Linked DNA regions of Mus musculus: all the other regions are linked to region 6. The links are chromatin contacts, called in public HiChIP or PLAC-seq and promoter capture Hi-C maps. All regions are on one chromosome and are shown on one strand. Each heading gives the region's core, a stretch centred on a gene start, on an enhancer-like site or on the middle of the called end of the contact. The rest is flanking DNA. Distances are from core to core; before and after follow the strand shown. Region 1 holds the start of Eif4ebp2 (eukaryotic translation initiation factor 4E binding protein 2). Region 2 holds the start of Ppa1 (pyrophosphatase (inorganic) 1). Region 3 overlaps Sgpl1 (sphingosine phosphate lyase 1). Region 4 holds the start of Sh3rf3 (SH3 domain containing ring finger 3). Region 5 holds the start of Tysnd1 (trypsin domain containing 1). Region 6 holds the start of Dnajb12 (DnaJ heat shock protein family (Hsp40) member B12).

What was found. Promoter capture Hi-C pulls out the DNA fragments that hold promoters and counts their contacts. HiChIP or PLAC-seq counts read pairs in DNA pulled down with a chosen protein or histone mark. Capture Hi-C pulls out chosen DNA fragments and counts their contacts.
Region 1: a contact with region 6 is called in a promoter capture Hi-C map of liver, with 2.6 times the contacts expected there. The contact joins the promoter of Eif4ebp2 here to the promoter of Dnajb12 in region 6. A contact is called at or near these places in 2 of 39 promoter capture datasets (liver and pre-B cells), 1 of 484 Hi-C or Micro-C datasets (B cells) and 1 of 9 other capture datasets (liver).
Region 2: a contact with region 6 is called in a promoter capture Hi-C map of pre-B cells, with 4 times the contacts expected there. The contact joins the promoter of Ppa1 here to the promoter of Dnajb12 in region 6. A contact is called at or near these places in 1 of 39 promoter capture datasets (pre-B cells) and 1 of 484 Hi-C or Micro-C datasets (B cells).
Region 3: a promoter capture Hi-C map of liver shows a contact between it and region 6, with 3 times the contacts expected there. The contact joins the enhancer-like site here to the promoter of Dnajb12 in region 6. A contact is called at or near these places in 3 of 39 promoter capture datasets (liver and pre-B cells), 2 of 115 datasets of contacts at active chromatin or transcription factors (large pre-B cells and pro-B cells) and 1 of 9 other capture datasets (adipose tissue).
Region 4: a contact with region 6 is called in an H3K4me3 HiChIP or PLAC-seq map of embryonic forebrain, with 6 times the contacts expected there. The contact joins the promoter of Sh3rf3 here to the promoter of Dnajb12 in region 6. A contact is called at or near these places in 4 of 39 promoter capture datasets (embryonic stem cells, hippocampal neurons and second pharyngeal arch cranial neural crest), 1 of 15 datasets of contacts at CTCF or cohesin (embryonic stem cells), 10 of 484 Hi-C or Micro-C datasets (B cells, cerebellum, embryonic stem cells and 3 more), 3 of 115 datasets of contacts at active chromatin or transcription factors (astrocytes, embryonic forebrain and embryonic stem cells) and 1 of 9 other capture datasets (embryonic stem cells).
Region 5: a contact with region 6 is called in a promoter capture Hi-C map of liver, with 2.5 times the contacts expected there. The contact joins the promoter of Tysnd1 here to the promoter of Dnajb12 in region 6. A contact is called at or near these places in 3 of 39 promoter capture datasets (liver and pre-B cells) and 1 of 9 other capture datasets (liver).

The regions. Positions count from the first base shown.
Region 1 is chr10:61,451,350-61,454,250 of GRCm38.p6, forward strand. It overlaps Eif4ebp2 (eukaryotic translation initiation factor 4E binding protein 2), which reads right to left and starts at 1,320. Exons shown (of 3, transcript NM_010124.2): 1 at 1,053-1,320. The coding sequence starts at 1,197.
Region 2 is chr10:61,646,929-61,650,000 of GRCm38.p6, forward strand. Ppa1 (pyrophosphatase (inorganic) 1) reads left to right here and starts at 1,693. Exons shown (of 11, transcript NM_026438.4): 1 at 1,693-1,863. The coding sequence starts at 1,800.
Region 3 is chr10:61,137,949-61,141,013 of GRCm38.p6, forward strand. The region is part of intron 2 of Sgpl1 (sphingosine phosphate lyase 1); the gene reads right to left. Among named protein-coding and RNA genes, the nearest start is that of Sgpl1, 8.2 kb to the right of the region's middle. Within about 2 kb of position 1,538, at least 2 of the 459 cell types and tissues checked have an H3K27ac peak or open chromatin away from gene starts, as enhancers often do. A contact at or near this core is called in liver, where this site is marked.
Region 4 is chr10:58,811,751-58,814,709 of GRCm38.p6, forward strand. It overlaps Sh3rf3 (SH3 domain containing ring finger 3), which reads left to right and starts at 1,609. Exons shown (of 10, transcript NM_172788.3): 1 at 1,609-2,376. The coding sequence starts at 1,825.
Region 5 is chr10:61,693,766-61,697,074 of GRCm38.p6, forward strand. Tysnd1 (trypsin domain containing 1) reads left to right here and starts at 1,749. Exons shown (of 4, transcript NM_027912.1): 1 at 1,749-2,977. The coding sequence starts at 1,806.
Region 6 is chr10:59,877,902-59,880,933 of GRCm38.p6, forward strand. Dnajb12 (DnaJ heat shock protein family (Hsp40) member B12) reads left to right here and starts at 1,682. Exons shown (of 9, transcript NM_019965.3): 1 at 1,682-1,909. The coding sequence starts at 1,777.

The DNA of each region.
Region 1 (2,901 bases), core at 70-2,569, 1.6 Mb after region 6:
GCCTGGCCTTGGAACTCATTATATTGCCAGGGCTAGCCTTAAACTGCCATTCTCCTACCCCGTCTTTCTGGAGTAGTAGGGTCACAGCCCTAACTACCACACACAGCCTTCTGGACTGCTGTCTCTTGGTGTTGGCAAGGTCCCCTTACTCTGTGCCTTCCAATTGCACAAGATTCCAGGATGGCCAGGCCCACTTTTAAGTGATTGGTTAGGAGTCCTGTCTCATGATCAGCGATCTATAGACTGTAAGGGCTGCTAACCAAATCTTCACCCTCTAGCTGAAGCCCAGCCCCCGGGGTCACCAAAAGAAGGCAAAGTTCTGAGATTAGGGACAGAAAGCCAGTTCCCTTCATGAAGGCACCGGAAGAACCCCTTCCAGGCTCCTCCCTCTTAGAGAACAGCCCAGAAAAGAGACAAACAACCTTTGCGCTTCCTCCTCTCGTGACCAATTCAACATACTTTATTTACCTCTTCTCCAGTGATAGTAAACGGATCCCGGCCATCTTTTGAAAAGCAACTTCAGGAACCTCCCTTTGCATCGCTTTTTTCTACAAGCCCTTTCCCTAGGATCAAGCAACCTAACCCGACTAGTGTGTGCTGTTTGACAAAGCACCTTTAAAACCGCTCTTCGAAAGCCCTGATCTGAAACCTGACAGCGCCTCTACCAAAGCCAACAACTTCTTGGATACCAAAGGAGCTATTTTACACGTCCCACTTGTGGGAGCTGGGGCTCCCCCAACCTTTGATGACTCCTCTAACAAAGTAAACAATGCTGTCAAAGGAGGCTAACACTGGGCGAGGCATGCAGAGTGCATGCCAGCCTCGTCTCGGAACTCTCGGCGCAGCCAGACCAGTCATCTTAGGCTTCCGCGCCAGGTCCGTCTCCCCGACTTCCCTCTCCCCAAAGCCCGTAGGACAGCTCCAGAGGCAAGCCCCGCTGCGCAGAATGCACGGTCTGCAGCACACCGTACGGGCAGCGGGGAGGAAGCTGTTGGTCGAGCATGCAGTGCCACGCGCCAGCCGTGATGGCGGGCAGGCCGGGCGCGGCTCACCTCCCGGCGTTGTGGAGAACAGCGTCCCCCCGGGCGTGGTGCAGTAGTCCTGAGGTAGCTGCGCGGCGTCGCTGATAGCCACGGTGCGCGTGGGGATGGCGCGGCTCTGGCTGGGCTGGTGGCTACCACCGGCCGACGCGGACATGGCTCCGACGCGGGCTCGAGGCTTTGTGCAGCAGCGGCGGCGGCGGCGGCGGCGGCGGCGGCGGGGCCGGGCGGCTCTGGCTCCTCACGCTCGGCTCTCAACTCGCCTGCTCTCGCCCGGTCGTCCCGCTGCGATACCGCTCCCGCTGCCGCCGCCGCCGCCGCCGCCCGGTCCTCCGGCCTCCGCCTGCAGCCTCAGCAGCAGCAGGAGCAGCAGCGGCAGCAGCGGCAACGATGACTACCGGAAGCGGTCGAAGGCGGGAGCAAGGGGTAGTAGAGGGAGGGACAATATGGAAGCCGGACGTGACGTTGGAGGGCGTGTCTGAGGCGAGTGGGCGGGTAGCTGGGGGCGTGACTGAGGCAGCCGAAGGCTAGAGGCAGAGGGTGAACCCGGAAATCCGGGAAAAAGGAAGTGTTGAAGGGTGGAGCCTTAGGGTGGGCGGGACTTTGAGGGGCGGGGCTGAGTTCAGAGGAACATAATAGACTCCCAGTGAAGCTGAGTGTAGGTGATTAAGGCACGCGGGAGGGGGGGGAAGCGGGGTGTGTGTGTGTGTGTGTGTGTGTGTGTGTGTGTGTGTGTGTGTGTGTGTGTGTGTGTGTGTGTGTGTGTGTGTGTGTGTGTGTGTGTGTGTGTGTGTGTGTGTGTGTGTGTGTGTGTGTGTGTGTGTGTGTGTGTGTGTGTGTAATTGTTTGTGGTGTGTAAGTGTGGACTAACAGTACTTTCTTAGGGCTTACTTCATATTCCCATCTATATCTAACCATTAAAAGTATAACTCGGGCTGGAGGGATGGCTCAGTGGTTAAGAGCACTGTCTTCTAGAGATCCTGAGTTCAAATCAGCAACCACATGGTGGCTCACAACTATCTGTAATGGGATCCGATGCCCTCTTCTGATGTGTCTGAAGACAGCTACAGCGTACTCATATACATAAAATAAATAAATAAATCTTTTTAAAAAATTATAACTCTGGGAGCCCACAAGATGGCTCAGCAGGTAAAGAAAGGCATTTGTCACCAAGCCTGCAGACCTGAGTTCCACCACCCAGAAGCCACAAGGTGAAAGGGGAGACCGACTCTCCCAAGTTATCCTCTGACTTCTCCACTAGTCCATGAGCACCCATCTGCCTGCCCATAAATAAATAAATGTAATCAAAGTTTTTGTTTGTTTGTTTGTTTGTTTGTTTCGTTGGTTGGTTTTTCGAGACAGGGTTTCTCTGTATATCCTGGCTGTCCTGGAGCTCACTTTGTAGACCAGGCTAGCCTCGAACTCAGAAATCCACCTGCTTCTGCCTCCTGAGTGCTGGGATTAAAGTCGTGCACCACCACACCCAGCTAATCAAAGTTATTTTAAGAAGTATAATTTTAATTGCTCATTATTAAAGGAAAGCAATGCGTACACGATGAACTAAGGGTTTAACCATCAATGACTCTGAGGAAGGGCTCAGTAGTTAAGAGCGCTTGTTGCTGTTGCAGAGCACCGAGAGGACCAGAGTTTAGTACCTAGCACACTTGTAGTGGCTCAGAAGCACCCATAACTCCAGTTCAGGGAATCTGACCTACCTTATCTTCTGATCTCTGCAACACCAGGCAGAGATGTAACATGATGTAACATGATGCATTTACATATATGTAGACAAAGCACTACAAGAAATAGCAGGATAAGCCGGGCATGGTGGCGCACGCCTTTAGTCCCAGCACTCGGGAGG
Region 2 (3,072 bases), core at 443-2,942, 1.8 Mb after region 6:
CCCAAGAAAACTGTTTCTGTCTATTCAAAGACCAAAAAGATGACAAAGGGACTCAGTCAGAGCTGCAACCTCTCACATATTCCCAGATCTACTTATTATTATTCACTGTACAGAGATTCCTGCTGCTTTCATGTCTACACTGTACTGCCAACCAGGCTATTACTCTATCTTTCTTTCTGTCTTTTTTTTTTTTTATTGCCTTCATGTTCTGAAACACTGTGGTGTTGTGTTCAAAAGTTAGTGAGTTGCCTTCTGAAAAATTAATGGGTGTCAGCAGAGTGAGCAGCTGGAAGGAGGGACAAGGAGGAACACGGACTAATGTTAGATTTATCGTTACCATTTATTTATTTATTTATTTATTTATTTATTTATTTATTTATTTATTTATTTTTGAGGCGGGAGTCTCATGTAGTCCAGACTGGCCAAGGATGACCTTGAATTCATGATCTTCCTACTTTTGCTTCTCAAGTGCTGCAGCTACAGGTATACACCACCGTGCCAATTTAGAAATTAACTTTCTTAGGCTTCCACTTAATACGTGGTTTATGCATTCCATTTATATATTAGAGATTGTTTTGAAAATAGTTGAAAGGAAACTGTCTTTGAGATAAATAGTTAAGAAATATTTTAGAAAGATATTCTGTCTATCATAATTTAAAATTTGCTTTTTAAAAAAATGTGGATAATTTCCTGGGTTAGATTTGTCTTATTTTTAAGATAGTCTCATACTGTAGCATGGGGTGGCTCAGAACTCACTACGTAGCTCAGGTTGGTCTCAGAAAGTCAGCGTCCTGAGGTCTGGGGCTACAGGTGTGAGACGCTATATGTGGCTTATAATTAGAGTTGTGATACACAAAGACAGACAGACACACACACACAACCTTATAGGACTGTGAAAGTTCCCAACGTCCACAGCACACTCTGAGGGATACAGCCTGGACTTCAATGGGTGGTGCAATAGAACTAGGAAAACAAGCTCCGAGAAGCTACTCCTGAGAAACGTCCTCAAGGGGTTCTGTGCACACTCCTGGGTCTTCCCAGAGCTTCAATTTCAAGTCCCAGTGGATCTGGAGTGGGGAGAGAAATCTGCGGTATCTGGGGAGTTCAGGAGTAATCAGCTTGAGTCTGGTCCAAGCAGAACCCACCCAACAATTCAGATGAGAAACTGAATCAGGGAGATTAGTAAAAGCAAATTTGTCCATTGCCTACCACTTGGGAAAACATTAGTCACAGCCTATAGTTTTCAGAGCCCAGTCAGCCAAACTCTCAACTTTAATGAAGATGGCCCTGGGCCGGGGGTGGGGGGCTGGTAGCACACTCCCAGCTTCTGGGAGGCAGATGAAGATCTATGAGAAACCCAAACAAGAAAAGACAAGACTGCCTGGGGAACAGGTGGCTTATCAAGGCCTTCCGAGATAAGGAACTGCTCTGCAGGACCTGAGAGAGAGAAATCAAAGGTGAGCGACCCGCAAGCCTCAGGAGAGTAACCAGCGTTCTGTCCCAGCGGAGCCGCCAACCCGCAGTCCGCTTCCAGAGGGCAGCCGGCGCCTGCCACGTGGCCCAGGTTGCGAACCGGGGGCGGGGCGTGAGGAGGCGCGTCGCGCAGAGTGCGCCTGCGCGGGTGGGCGGGGCGGGGCAGGGTACAAGGCGAGCCCCACGCATTAAAGGCACGGCGCCGGCGACCGGCGGGCCAGCTCGTGGTACGCAGGCGCGGGCTTTCTCCTCCGTACAGCGGCTCCGGGTCTGGGCTGTGTGGTTGTGTGGCTGTGCAGCGGCGGCGGCGGTGCATCTCCGACACCATGAGCGGCTTCAGCAGCGAGGAGCGCGCCGCGCCCTTCACCCTCGAGTACCGCGTCTTCCTCAGTGAGTGGCGTGAGGCCGAGGGCCGGGTCGCCCATTCATTCCAGAACGAGCGGGCGGGCGGGCGGACGCGTCCCCTTCCCTCTGGCGGGCGGCGGGACCAGCGAGGGCCGCCATCCCAGTGCCCACCGCGAGCGCTCCCTCCACACATTCGAACTTGGGCCACATGGGGAAAGGAAACCACTGAGTCACCCTTAGAAGGTGCCCGGAGGTGATACCGACCGCCTAAGAGGATTGTCCTCAGGATCGCCGGCTGGAGGACAGAGATTTCCTCAAGACCTTAATTCGGTGCCGAACAGGATCGAGTCCTCCCCGGTGTTGTAAGAGATGGGAAACTGAGGCCCAGGTCTTCCCGGCACTAGCCTTATTGTGGTGAGGCTTCTCTGAAGCCCTGATGGCCGGGAGTGCTTCTAGGAAACCGAAAGCTTTGCCTCCCTAGACAGACAGGTGACGTCTAGCTAAGGACCTGGTGGGAGAACAGCCAGGTTCTTAACCCTGGTGCCGGAACCCACTAGTTACCCCCGCATCCAACCCCTGCCCTGCACTCAGAAAGGCGGAGTCGATCGGCCTTCCACGTGTGTCACCTTTTCCTGATAGGTGCTTGCAAGCTACCTGGGTTTCTCCTGGAAGCCCTTAGCTTGTAGGTATATACATACATTCATGGTGCTAACAGAGGTTTGCGATGCTGTTAGCAAAGGCCCTTCCAGTTTGTAACCTCTTTGTGTTTATTTAGAAGGGATGGGCAGCAATCTCAGGACAGGGCAAACAGACATTCCTGAAAGAATGAACAGAGAGTGCCTAGCAGAAACTTCGCCATGGAAATAGTGTTGGCTTCAGGTTTTTCAGTGTCCTTTAAAGTGACCCTTTGGGTCACTGGGAATTGTCTTCAAGCTATATGTGCAGAATAAACACACTGCTTTTAATGTATTTAATGTATTGGTGGTAAGTATTTGATGGTTGTGGGTAGAGAGCAAAGCCACTCCTTGACTTTGGATTAGGCTGAAGTCTATCAAATGGGCTCTCTGGAACTTAAGAAACACTAAATTTAGTACCACTATGTAATTTAACTAGTTCTCGCTCTTTGCACTTTTTAAAAAGGATAAATTTCTGAGTATTTTTTCCACTTTTTTTTTTTTTTTTTTTTTTTGAGGGTGGTGGTGGGTGAGGCCATAGTGTTTTCCCGTTTAGCTCAGCTTGGTTTTAAACTTGAGA
Region 3 (3,065 bases), core at 288-2,787, 1.3 Mb after region 6:
CCTTTGTTTTGAGACAGACTTACGATTATGTGTTTCTTGACTGACCTGTTACTTAATATGAAGTCCAGGCTGGGCTCAAACTCACAGAAATCCTGTTCCATCAACCTCCCAATTGCTGGGATTACAGGTGCGTGCTACTACACTGGGCTGGCTCATTTTCAATATCTCTGCTATAGAAATGTATATAATTTTTGGATTTCTCTTTTAAATTAATTATAAGTGACAAGTTTCCCTATTATGGCCAAACGTTTTTAGTATGTTCATTTTAGTATTTGGATGTGAATCATGCTTTCACCTTTTTTTACTAAAGCACACAGCTAAGAAAAAAAATACATTAAAATAAAATACAAACTGGAAAATCTCCTCCCCTACTCCCATTCTGGATAAATAGACTCAAAGAACAGGTAAATTTCTGGCAAGGGTACTTTTCTGATTTAAAAATCCATTTAGTGAGCCGGGTGTGACAGCACACACTTTTAATCCAGCACTCAGGAGGCAGAAGCAGGTAGATCTCTGTGAGTTTTGAGGCCAGCCTGGTCTACATAGCAAGTTACAGGCCAGCTGGAGTTATATACCAAAATCATCCCCCTTTAAATAAAAACAAAATAAATTATTATTTGTGTGTTTGTTTATTTATCAGGTGAGTCACCATAAAAATTTTTTAAAAGAAAAATAAAAGGCCAGGCATGCAGAGGCAGGCAGATTTCTGAGTTCCAGGACAGCCTGGTCTACAGAGTGAGTTCCAGGACAGCCAGGGTTATACAGAGAAACCCTGTAACCAAGAAACCAAGAAACCAAAAAAAAAAAAAAAAAAAAGCTACTGCCTTTGCACAGGGTTTCTGTGAACATTAAATACTATTAAAAGGAAAAAGATAAAATTAAAGGCCAGCAAGATGGCTCAGCAGGTAGAGAAAGGCATTTATTTGCCAAGACAACTTGGTGATCTGGGTTCAATCCCTAGAATCCACATAAAGCTATAAGGAGAAACCAGACTCCACAACATTGTTTTCACACACATACACACACACACTTTAGTCACTGTAGAAGCTGGGCATGGTGCTTTACACCTATAATACCAGCTCTTGGGAAGCTAAAACAGGAATGTTTTTGAGTTCCAGACCAGTTGGGGCTGCAGAGGGAGTTCCAGCCACAACTACTGAGTTAAGATCCTGTGTCAAAAACAAAAATAAAATAAAATAAATTCATAATGAATCACTACTGATAATCAACACTTACTTAATGTTTGACAAATGAATTATCTGCTGTTAATTTTTTCTTCTTCAAAAACAGCAACATAAAACAGCCTTTGCAGAGATCATGAAAAAGGTTAGGAGCTGGGAAAGACCTTAAGTAGCTTAATTTCTATGCTTAACATTATATTTTTCTTACAGAGGGTGAAAATAGAATATACTTTAATAAACATATGTCCTGGTTTGGTAAGAAATACATTGCAACAATTTTTAACCTTCAGTATCAAATAAATCAATCAGAAAGCTGCAAGTGCCCTTTGACCTACCAGCAAATAGAACTAAATCAGCTAGCTACTGTGCTTGCAGATCATAAACCTGTATGTTTCTGACAGCCAAACAGATTCTGGGAAAGTGTGTAAAAACACTTTTAAAAAGGACTGAGCAAAATAATCACAGGTTTTCTTCTACTCTTAACAAAAAAACAACAACAAAATACTAAATAAAGACCAGCTCTTCCATGGCATCTTTGCCCTAGATTCCTCCATTAGAATTTGAAAACAATTTTTTGCTTCTAATGCTTTTAAACCTAGGAGCCATTAAGACTGAAACTCAATGATCAATTGATCTGTTCTACTTTTAGACCTACCTGTCAAATAAAACAATGACTTTACATGCTTTAAAAAAGAATGTCCAGTGAATAGTCACTCTGGTTGCAAATACAAGGAATTCAAAGAAACCTTAGATTCACAGCGATACTCTACCTCAGAAGTAAAGAGAAAGAAATTAAAGGTTGAGGATGTAGCTCAGCTGATAGAATGGCTACCTATTCCTGAGGCTTTGGGTTCAATTCTCAGCACCACATAAATTGGGTGTGGTTGAGGCATGCCTGTAATCTCAGTCCTCTGGAGGTGGGAACAGGAAGAATGGAAGTTAAGGTCATCCTCAGCTACAAACAGAGGTGACAAAACCTCAGAAAACAAAAATGAATTAAGCAGCAGGCAGTGATATCCATGTGCAACCCCAGCACTCAGGGTGTGAGTTTAAGGTCATCTAGTGCTGCAGTGTAAGGAAGGCTCTGTCTCAAAACTACAAAAAAAGTTAGGGGAGAGTGATACATGCCTGTAACTCCAGCACTTGTGAAAAAGAAAGAAAAGAAAGGACAATATGGAGTTCAAAGCCAGTCCTAAGTATGAATGAAGCTTGAGGCTAGCCTTAACTACATGAAAAAGAAAAAGAAGCATAGACATTAAAAACAAAAGAGAAACAAAGGAAACACTATGTAAGTGTAAATTTGTTTAAATTTAATATACAAATTTGGTACTATATATTTTGACAAAGTTTGATGCTTACAAAGAGACAAGTTCAAGATTGTAACAATGCATGCCTTTAATCCCAGCACTTGGGAGACAGAGGCAGGCAGATTGAGGCCAGCCTGGTCTACAAAGTGAGTTCCAGGACAGCCAGGGCTATACAGAGAGACCCTGTCTCAAAAACAAACAAACAAACAAAAAAAAGTAACAATGTCATTCATTCCACCCAAACACAAGAGACATAAATGTTTATCAACTATAAACTGAATAAACTGCATTAGTTATACACTGTAATAATATACAGTAACAAGAAAACATTAAGATACAAAACACTGAACAAATAGGCTACTCACAAAATAATATATGTTTCCACTTAAAATTCTGAAAATCAACAATAGTAAATCTAAAGTGAGAGGAATAACTACCTTTAATGAACCTGGACTAGGAGTGGAGGGACATGAGACCTGCTGGAGTACTAGGAATTCTTTTTGTTTTGATCTAGGAGGTAAGGATTGTTACATATGTATTTATACATATAGAATTTACTGTACAATTGCTAAGAGCA
Region 4 (2,959 bases), core at 359-2,858, 1.1 Mb before region 6:
TCTGATAGGAACTCAGGATATCTGGAATTGGGGTGCTAAATACTGCATTCAAATCATCACTGGATGAGATCAAGTCACTCTTTCGATCATTCAATGGATATTTACTAAACACGCCGTGTGGAAGATACTACTACACTGTAAGGGACACGTGGCTTATAGGCAACCGCTCTGCTACCATGTGGTCTTTTTGCATTTGGGTTCTGTGGTCACAAAAACCACATTTAATAAAATGGCTTCATAATAATGAGAATCAATTTCCTTACCCGTGTAATGAAGTTAAAGCAATTATTTCACAGGGTTGTTTAAGAGCATTAAAACAATGCAGATATTATGTTGGCATTTAAGTATCAGCAAAATTTTTTTCTCCCTAAAAACGAAGAAAAGTGACATTCAGCTTCACAAACAACAGGGCAGCCCAACCGGCAGGAGGGGCATCCACACCACTTTGGATGCTTGCCCTGGCATCTCCCAGCTGTGCATCATCCAGCTTTCTGGACCTTTGCCTGTGCGGGGCTCGAGAGCGTTGGGAACACGAGGGGCCCACCAGGGGGCAGCACACGGTAAGAAATCTTGTACACCGACCGCAGCCCACCGCCAAACTTCCCTGCTGCTCCAGGTCCTCGTACGTACTTCCGTCGCTCTGACGCTCCCAGAACCCCGGGCATCGGGAAGGAGCGCACATTCCCCCTCTTTTGAGCCTCCCGAGGAATATTTGGAGCTGGGTTCATCAGAGCTCACCAGAGCGGGCGCTGGAGTCTTTCACCGCGCCGCCAGGGGCGCGGCGCTCGGCCAGGGTGTGCTGGCGCGTGGGCGGCGGCGTCAGTCACACATCAGTGATTCTGGAGAGGGCAGCCGGCTTCCCGAAGGAGTAGTCGCGGCCCCGGCAGCCCCCGACCCGGCCATCTCCAGCGACTTCCCTTCTCGCCTCAAGGGACACCCCCGCACCTATACCCACAGCTGTCACTTGGGCATGCTGGCAGGAGAGGGGACACAAGCAAGAGTGCTCCCTGGAGTCGTCCAGAAGGATGCCTGGGTGTCTGATGCGTCCTCCGGCTGCTCTCCAGCGCTGGCTAAGAAAGCAGTCGGGATGATGCTCCCAAACTTTCCTTCGCGGAGGCGTTGAGAAGAAACGTCCCTTCCTGAAGCTCGCGGAGAATCCAGAGTCTGGCGTCCAGAGGGGACAGGGCCAAGCCTGCGCAGGGGAAGTTCTCCGGAGCCCCGGAGGTGGCCTAAAGGGAGAAGCTCCAAGGCAGGAGAGGTGTCCGTTTCCCAACACCCCCGCAGTGACTGTGACCTCTGCGCGTCCCCCGCACATGGTCCCGCGACCCAGGGACGAGATCCGGCTGAGCTAGTTGAGCAAGGCGGCGGTGCTCTGGCAGCCCGAGGGCGCATGGAGGCGCCGAGGGGGGCGGTGCGGCTCGCCTGCGGCGCGGGGGAGCGTGCACGCCGCGCCCCGGTCTCCCTGGGGACCTGGCCGGCCTCTCCCTGCACTCCCCGCTGCTGGGCTCCCGGGCGCGGGCGGCGCGGCAGCACAGGTGTTGCCCGCAGCGGCGGTGCGCGCGCGTAGGCTGATTGGGCTCGGCTGGCTGGAGTTGCCTCGGGGCTCCGGAACTCCGGTGCCTGCCTCGCGGGCAGGCTCGGCGTGTCACTTTGCAAATCGTGGAGGCTAGTGCCTCGGGCTGTCAGCACGCGCCGCGCGGGGACCGAACCCTGTTTATTGACGGCGACTGCCCGGGCTAGGCGCAAATGCCCGCTCTCCTCGGCGGGCCGGGCTCTGGCTGCTAGACTTAGGCGGCTCGCTGGGCCCGCGCTGGCGCCTCCCCCATGCTGCTTGGGGCGTCCTGGCTGTGCGCGTCCAAGGCGGCGGCCACCGCAGCTCGGGGCGAGGGCGAGGACAGGCAGGGTGAGCAGCAGAGGGGGGCCCAGGCGAGGACTGAAGAGGATATGGACGAATCATCGCTGCTGGATTTGCTGGAATGCTCTGTGTGCCTGGAGCGCCTGGACACTACGGCCAAGGTGTTGCCATGCCAGCACACCTTCTGCCGACGCTGTCTGGAGAGCATCGTGTGCTCGCGCCACGAACTACGTTGTCCCGAGTGCCGCATCCTGGTGGGCTGCGGTGTGGACGAGCTGCCCGCCAACATACTGCTAGTGCGCCTGCTGGATGGCATCCGCCAGAGGCCCCGCACGGGTGCCAGCCCGGGGAGCAGCCCTCCCGCGCGCCCGGGCCCCGGTACGTTCTCAGCGCTCGCTGGTGGCGCTGGAGGGGCGACAGGCAGTCCCCCGTGTTCTCCGGTCTTTCTCTCAGCGGCCGCAGGCAGCTCTACCTCCAGTTTGTGCGACGTGGCGACTAATAGGAGTGTGCCAGTGGCTAAGGTAAGAATGTATCCCAGTGACATGGCGCCACTGTGTGGGAATGTGTAAGCTTGTCCGCACGTGTATGTGCAAGTAGTTTGTGATTAGAAGTAGAGGGACTAGCCGTGGATCCCCGTGGCCCACTCGTTTGTTTTATTCTTCTTTAACAACTTCTCTGTTTCCCAGGGACTCTGCCTAGCTGTCAGTTCCTACTTTACCAGTTCTTGACTACATCCCATCACATACATTCCTCTGCCCCACATCCTTACTTCAAACTTCTTGTGGGCACCTTAAGTCGCTTTCCAAGCTCAGTCCTTACATCTTCTCCCCCAAACCTGTTCATATGTGAGGCAGAACCCATCCTCTCATTAGGTGGACATGCCATCTGTCCTGCCGTTCTCTACCACTTCCATTTTGACTAGGCTGGCCGGTCCTGTATGTCTGTCTGTTGATCCATACATCCATCCACTCATCTATCTTTAACTTTGATCACCCCTCCAATTCTCCAGAAACAACCATCTTTTGCCACACCTCCTCAGTCCTGCTCTTCCCTCTCAGACCACCAATTGGGGACTTATTGCTTAATGGTTCACTGGTTCTGATC
Region 5 (3,309 bases), core at 499-2,998, 1.8 Mb after region 6:
TTAACACAAGGTGCTGCTGGCTGACTTGGGCCGTCTGTACTGTGATCAGCCCTAAACCACCTTAATCAGGAACAGAGGGCGCTGGAGACTTGAAGGGCATCAAGGGGGAATTAATGGATTCTAGAGAGTCTTAATTGCTAGGAAGTTGGGGAAAGTAGATCTTGTCATCTGTGTCTGCAAACCCAGGACTGCCTGCTCTGAGAATGCGCTTCATTCCAGTTCTGTCTGCCTCAACCGCTGTTTGCCCTTATTAGGTAGGTTTGTGACACAGGAGCACTGGAAGCATTAGGTGTGAGGCTGGGAAAGCAGCAGCAGTGTTAACTCCATTCCCAGAAGTCTCACTGAACATTAATACATCCTCTAATCCCAGCACTCTAGAGGCAGAGGCAGGCCGATTTCTGAGCCAGCCTGGTCTAGAGTGATTTCCAGGACTGCCAGGGCTACACAGAGAAACCCTGTCTCGAAAAACCAAGCCAAACCAAACCAAAAACCATTAATATACTTTAGAGAGATTCATGAAGTCTCTCCAAACATACCTGTTCATGCCCACCTGTCCTTGGAAAGTGAGGAACTTTTTAATACTATATTTTATGTGTACGTGTTTGCCTGCCTGAGTCATGAGTTCAGGGGACAGCAGATGCCAGACGAGAGTATTGAATATCCTGGAATTATAATTACAAGCAACTGTAAGGTACCATGTGGGTGCTGGGAACCAAACTAAGGTCCATGCTTAGAGCTGTAAGTGCTTAGAGCTCTTAAGTGCTGAGCCCTCCTCTCCAGTCTTGATTTTTACACTTGTAAATGGTGGAGGAGATGAGCTGTTATGAAATTCGAATTACGAGACTGGGTTATATGCTGAATATTTGGAAGTGATGATTTTATAGCCCACAAAACCTGAACTAGTTCAGTCTGTACTTTCAAAGTATTTGCCCTGACCTAACATAAATCCGGAGTGGTGGTTAGACATGTCGTGTGAAAGGTTGTATAATACATGGTTAAATAACCCATGGGTAAAGTAAAACTGTAATCCCTGGACTCTAGGGAGGATGTAGGCAGAAGAACTGCCGAAGTTCGATGCCAGTGTGGGCCAAAAAGTGGCACCCTGTGCCACTTTCAAAACAATTTATGTATTTAGGAATTTTAGTAACTGTCCTAGGAGCAATTTTGTGAGTCGCATGCCCCCTAGTGGATTGTTGTAGGATTTACAAAATTTTTTAAGTAGATCGGGGTTTGGTGGCTTGGGAGGTAGAAACTGGTAGATCCCGAGTTCGAGGCCATCCTAGTCTGCAGCTCGAGTTCCTGCACCAAGCAGAGAAACCCTATCTCGAAAATCCAGAATAAACACATGTATGTATGAATGTACGTACTGAATCAACCAAGGGTTCCCTTGGCCCATATTGTTCCACTGTCAAGAGACGGAGGTTGCTTACATCCGTGCAGTGGCTGTAGGGTACAGTTAGATGCCGGTCAAGTACGAGATTCGACTGGGGAGTGTCGCCCTTGTCGGTTTCCCTGTGACGCTTCACGTCTGTGTCTCAGGAGGTTTCTTTTCACCTCTTCCCCCGCCCCTCCACCCCGCCACCCCAAACCCAAGGATTCCTAGGCTGGCTAAATTAAGAGGGCGGGGAAAGGAGGATTAGCAAACGAGGAGTAGCATCAATAGCCAATCAGGACTCGGCGCTGTGCCCAACCAATAAGAGCGGTCGCTTGAGGTTTAGCCAATCGGGCTCGGCAAGGAGGCCTGAGTCAGAGTTTGCGCCAGTCGCCCTGTGGTGACAGCCGTTGTGCGACGTCTTGGGGAAGCCATGGGGCGGCAATGGGGACCCTCTATGAGAGTGGCGGAGCAGGCGGGCTGCGTGGTGAGCGCCTCGCGGGCCGGACAGCCTGACGCGGGCTCGTGGAGCTGCAGCGGGGTGATTCTGAGCCGTAACCCAGGCCTAGTGCTGTGCCACGGAGGCATCTTTACCCCCTTCCTGCGGACGGGCAGCGCGGCGCTGACCCAGACGGGCACCGCCTTCCTGCCGGGCGACAGTTGCAGCGATGACCTACGTCTCCACGTGCAGTGGGGACCCACGGCTGCCAGCCCTGCCGGTCGCGCGGATCAGGAACTCCCGGGGCTGTGCACGCCTCAGTGCGCAAGCCTGGGCCTCGAACCCGGCGCCCCGAGCCGGGCCCGCGCGCGGCCTCTGCAGCCCCCGCGACCAGCGCAGCTGCTGTTGCTGCTCAGCTGCCCGGCCTTCCGCTCGCATTTCGCTCGGCTCTTCGGGGCCGATGCGGTCGATCAATGGCACTTCGTAAGCTCGGCGCCCGACGATGCGGTTTCGGAGGAGGAAGAGGAGGACCAGCTGCGCGCGCTCGGCTGGTTCGCCCTGCTGCGGGTGCAGCGGGGCGCGGCGGCGGAGGAGAGGCGCGGACCGGTGGTGACCGTGGCACCGCTCGGGGCCGTGGTCAAGGGCGCACCGCTGTTGGCTTGTGGCTCTCCGTTCGGTGCCTTCTGCCCGGACATCTTCCTCAACACGCTGAGCCGCGGCGTGCTCAGCAACGCGGCCGGGCCGCTGCTGCTCACCGACGCGCGCTGCCTGCCGGGCACGGAAGGCGGCGGAGTGTTCGCCGCTCGACCTGCGGGTGCGCTGGTGGCTCTGGTGGCCGCGCCGCTCTGCTGGAAGGCCCGCGAGTGGGTGGGCCTCACGCTGCTGTGCGCCGCCGCCCCGCTGCTTCAGGTTGCCCGCTGGGCGCTCGCCCGTCTGCACCCCGGCTCCGCTTCCCTGTCTGTGCTGCTGCCGCCACCCGATGTGAGCACGCCACGGGGCCTGCCTCTGCGCGATCTCGGACCCCCGTGGGCGGCCGCGGCGGTGCTGGTGGAGTGTGGTACCGTGTGGGGCTCCGGAGTGGTCGTGGCGCCTCGCCTGGTGGTCACCTGTCGCCATGTGGCACCCCGGGAAGCAGCCAGGGTGTTGGTACACTCCGCTACACCCAAGTAAGACTCAGGACTGCCCGCCCTCACCAGGCCCCCAGTGTTAGAGACCTCAGTTCATATTTGACAACCAGGACTCCAGTGAGGGGATCTGGGCCTCTTGATAGGGCCCAGCGAAGCTTGAGCAAACTGCCAGGCACAAGCGACTCTTAGCGCGGGGACCCGTGGGACTATGGGCAGCAGCAGGTAGGACTGGGTGACTTTGAGCCCTTTAGCTAGCATGAAACTCTTTGGGCAGCTTTTCTGTCTCTTGGCTTTGCAGTTTAGGCCCTGTGAAAGCCCTTTGACCATAGAAGGCTGACCCTAAGAACTTCAACCCTGTAAGTGATAAACGA
Region 6 (3,032 bases), core at 432-2,931:
GCAACTACACGGTGGTTCACGACCATCTATGAAGGGATCTAATGCCCTCTTCTGACATGCAGGTGTACATGCAGAGAGGGCATTCGTACATTTAAAAAAATTCACATCCGTTGATAATTTTCAAAATTAGGATTCTGCTCAAGCTTCTTGTTCTGTTATTTTTGTCTTGGTGGAAAGGGGCATTGCTGGGGAATTAAAGCCAGGGTTTTACACCTTCTAAGCATGGTCTCCACCGTCAGCCCTCCCTCCGTCTTCCCTACACCGTATGGTTGCACAATCCCGATTGCCATTCCCATCGCCAATACATCCTCCCTATATCAAACATCTAATATTCAAACTTCTCAGAGGGAGTTCCGACCCAGCTAAGTCTCCATGGCAGTTCTCCCAACACTCACCCCTCCTCTTCCCCTGCCCACCTCCTTTCCAACCCTGCTCCATCCCTCCCTCTACCCCTGTGACTATTTCATTTCCTCTTCTCAGTGAGATTCAAACATCCTTTCCTGGGCTCTTTTTGTTACTTAGCTTCTTTGGGTCTGTGGATTGTAGAATGGTTATCCTGTACTCTATCTATGGCTATAATCTACTTATAAGTGAGATACCATGTTTGTTTTTCTGAGTGTGGATTATCTCACTCGGATGATCTTTTCTAGTTGTGTGTGTGTGTGTGTGTGTGTTTATATGTTTTATATGTTTATGTTATATATTTATGCTTTATATATATGTATATGTGTGTGTATCTGCAACTCGATGAATATATATTCACCGAGTCTCACTTGATTATAACAGCTGCTCTTTAACTTTTGTTTGTGTCTGTTTCTCGAGACAGAGTTTCTCTTTGTACCTTTGGCTGTCCTGGAACTCACTTTGTAGACCAGGTTGGCCTTGAACTCAGAGTCCTTCTGCTTCCCAAGGGCTGGGATTGAAGGCTTACACCACCATCGCATTGCACCCTTTAACATTCATTTGGTTTATTGTAGTTTCTTGTGAAAGACCATAGTGCAAGGGCTAAGAAATAGCCAGGAGATTTAGCCTAGTGGAAGTCATTGGCAACCTTCACTAAGTTGCTGTCACTTAAGTGGGAGGTAGGCTGAGCTGCATCCTGACTGGTGTGACTCTGTAGTGACTCCTGTAAACTCCTCCTTAATCCCCGCAATAACTCACAACGAAAATCCTTATGCGGAGCCTTTCCATCTGTTATTTCCTCCAGTCGAACCACCCTTCCTCCAATCACATGTTCCTGTTTCTTTAGAGTTCAGAGCCTGTAAAATGAGTTTCTGATATATTAAGCTATCTTAAATGGTAGCCCTCCCTTCCATCCCTCTACTTTTCGATATTTGCCTTGACTGTGTCACTATCTGAATGTTTCCGTTTACTTGACTTCTCCCCACCCACGAAAGCTCTGTGAGGACACGGTTTTGTTTTGATACCACTGCCACATCAGACAGCAGCGTCTGACAATCGGTAAACATCTGTACGATTCACAGATAGTCGGACTGGAACGCAGAGGCTACCACCCGAACGTGCGCGCACACTCAACTTCAGCATTTGCGCTCTAGAGCGCCCGCGCGTTCTAGCGCCTCCGAACCGAACGCCCCTTTCTTAGGAGACATACGGTAGGGCTTCCGCCCGGGTTCAACCCTCACTCAAATCCCGGGAAGGAGGGGCGGAGGGTTATGTCATCCTTCCGCGCCGGCCTGCCCCGCGACGCGCCGGCGGCTGGCGCAGCCCTTCGCTCGCCCGGCCTCCCCCTCCCTGGTTCCGTGCTCGGGTTCCGCCATGGAATCCAACAAGGATGAAGCCGAGCGCTGTATCAGCATCGCCCTCAAGGCCATCCAAAGCAACCAGCCCGAGCGGGCGCTGCGCTTCCTGGAGAAGGCGCAGCGGCTCTACCCGACGCCACGAGTCAGCGGTGAGTGGGAGGCGCCGCAGGGACCGAAGGGGGCATTAGCACGGATCGGGGGACCACGGGAACGGACCGACGGGAGCAGTTGGCGGAGGGGGGAGGGGTGGCGAGGCGCGGCTACGCCTGCGCACTGGCGCGCGCGGGTGCTGCTGGGATTCGTAGTCCAGCGGTGCCGCGGTCTCTAGGATGCTGGCCCCCTGGAGACCCCCGAGGGCCCGGCTCCCAACCCCTTCCCAGTGCTTGTGGAGGCCTCTGGAATGTGAGGTTTCTGGGAAGGAGACGCGCTGGGAGACCCGGTGAAGAGGACTCTTGTGGACGCGAAAGCGAACTACTTCTCCCAGAGGGCTGTTCGGTGGCTCAGGGCCACTGGCCGGCCTGGGAAATATTATAGTTCAGGAAAATAAACATAACTATTCTAAGGGAGAATGGGTTCTAGAGAGGGAAGGAATTCATTCGCTCCAATCAGAGAACCCTTAGCGAAATAAGACATTCCAACTCGCAGTCCTTCCTGCAGTCTCTTGAAAGCGGTGTTTCGGAGTGGATGGATTGTTGAAGATCCCAGTGTCAGCCACCCTATCCCACCTTCTTCCTCAGCAAGCCCGGGTGGCGGGTCTTATGGACTGCTACGGCTGCTGAGCTCCAGGTAGCTAATAGCCTAGGTCTGAGACCTCCCAACCCAGGGAGGGAATAGTGATCTTGTCTTCGCTACCCAATCGTCTCACTTTACCTGGTAACCTCCCCCTCATTTTTGCGTTTGTAACCGAAGTGACCAAAGAAAATTTTAATACCAGCTGGGAAGGAGAAAGACACAGGATTTGTTTCTGTGGAGTTAGTAAACTCTCTGACATGTAGCAGACTTTCAGAATTAAGAGACCCACATCTCATCGTGAGCTTGGGTTTCCCCATCTGGAAGTTCAGGAAGTTGGAACAGATAATGTATATAAACAAGAATACCCATAGTGCTTTTCTGTGTAGAAAGTTCTTTCTCGTGTGTTTTGCCACCTGATCCTGTAAAGTCAGGAAGACAGAACACCACCCTTCTATCTTCTCAAGATGAGGAACTAACTCATCGATAAGCGTCTTAGGATGTGACACAGCTAGAAAGTGGAAAACCCTGAGATTCCATACG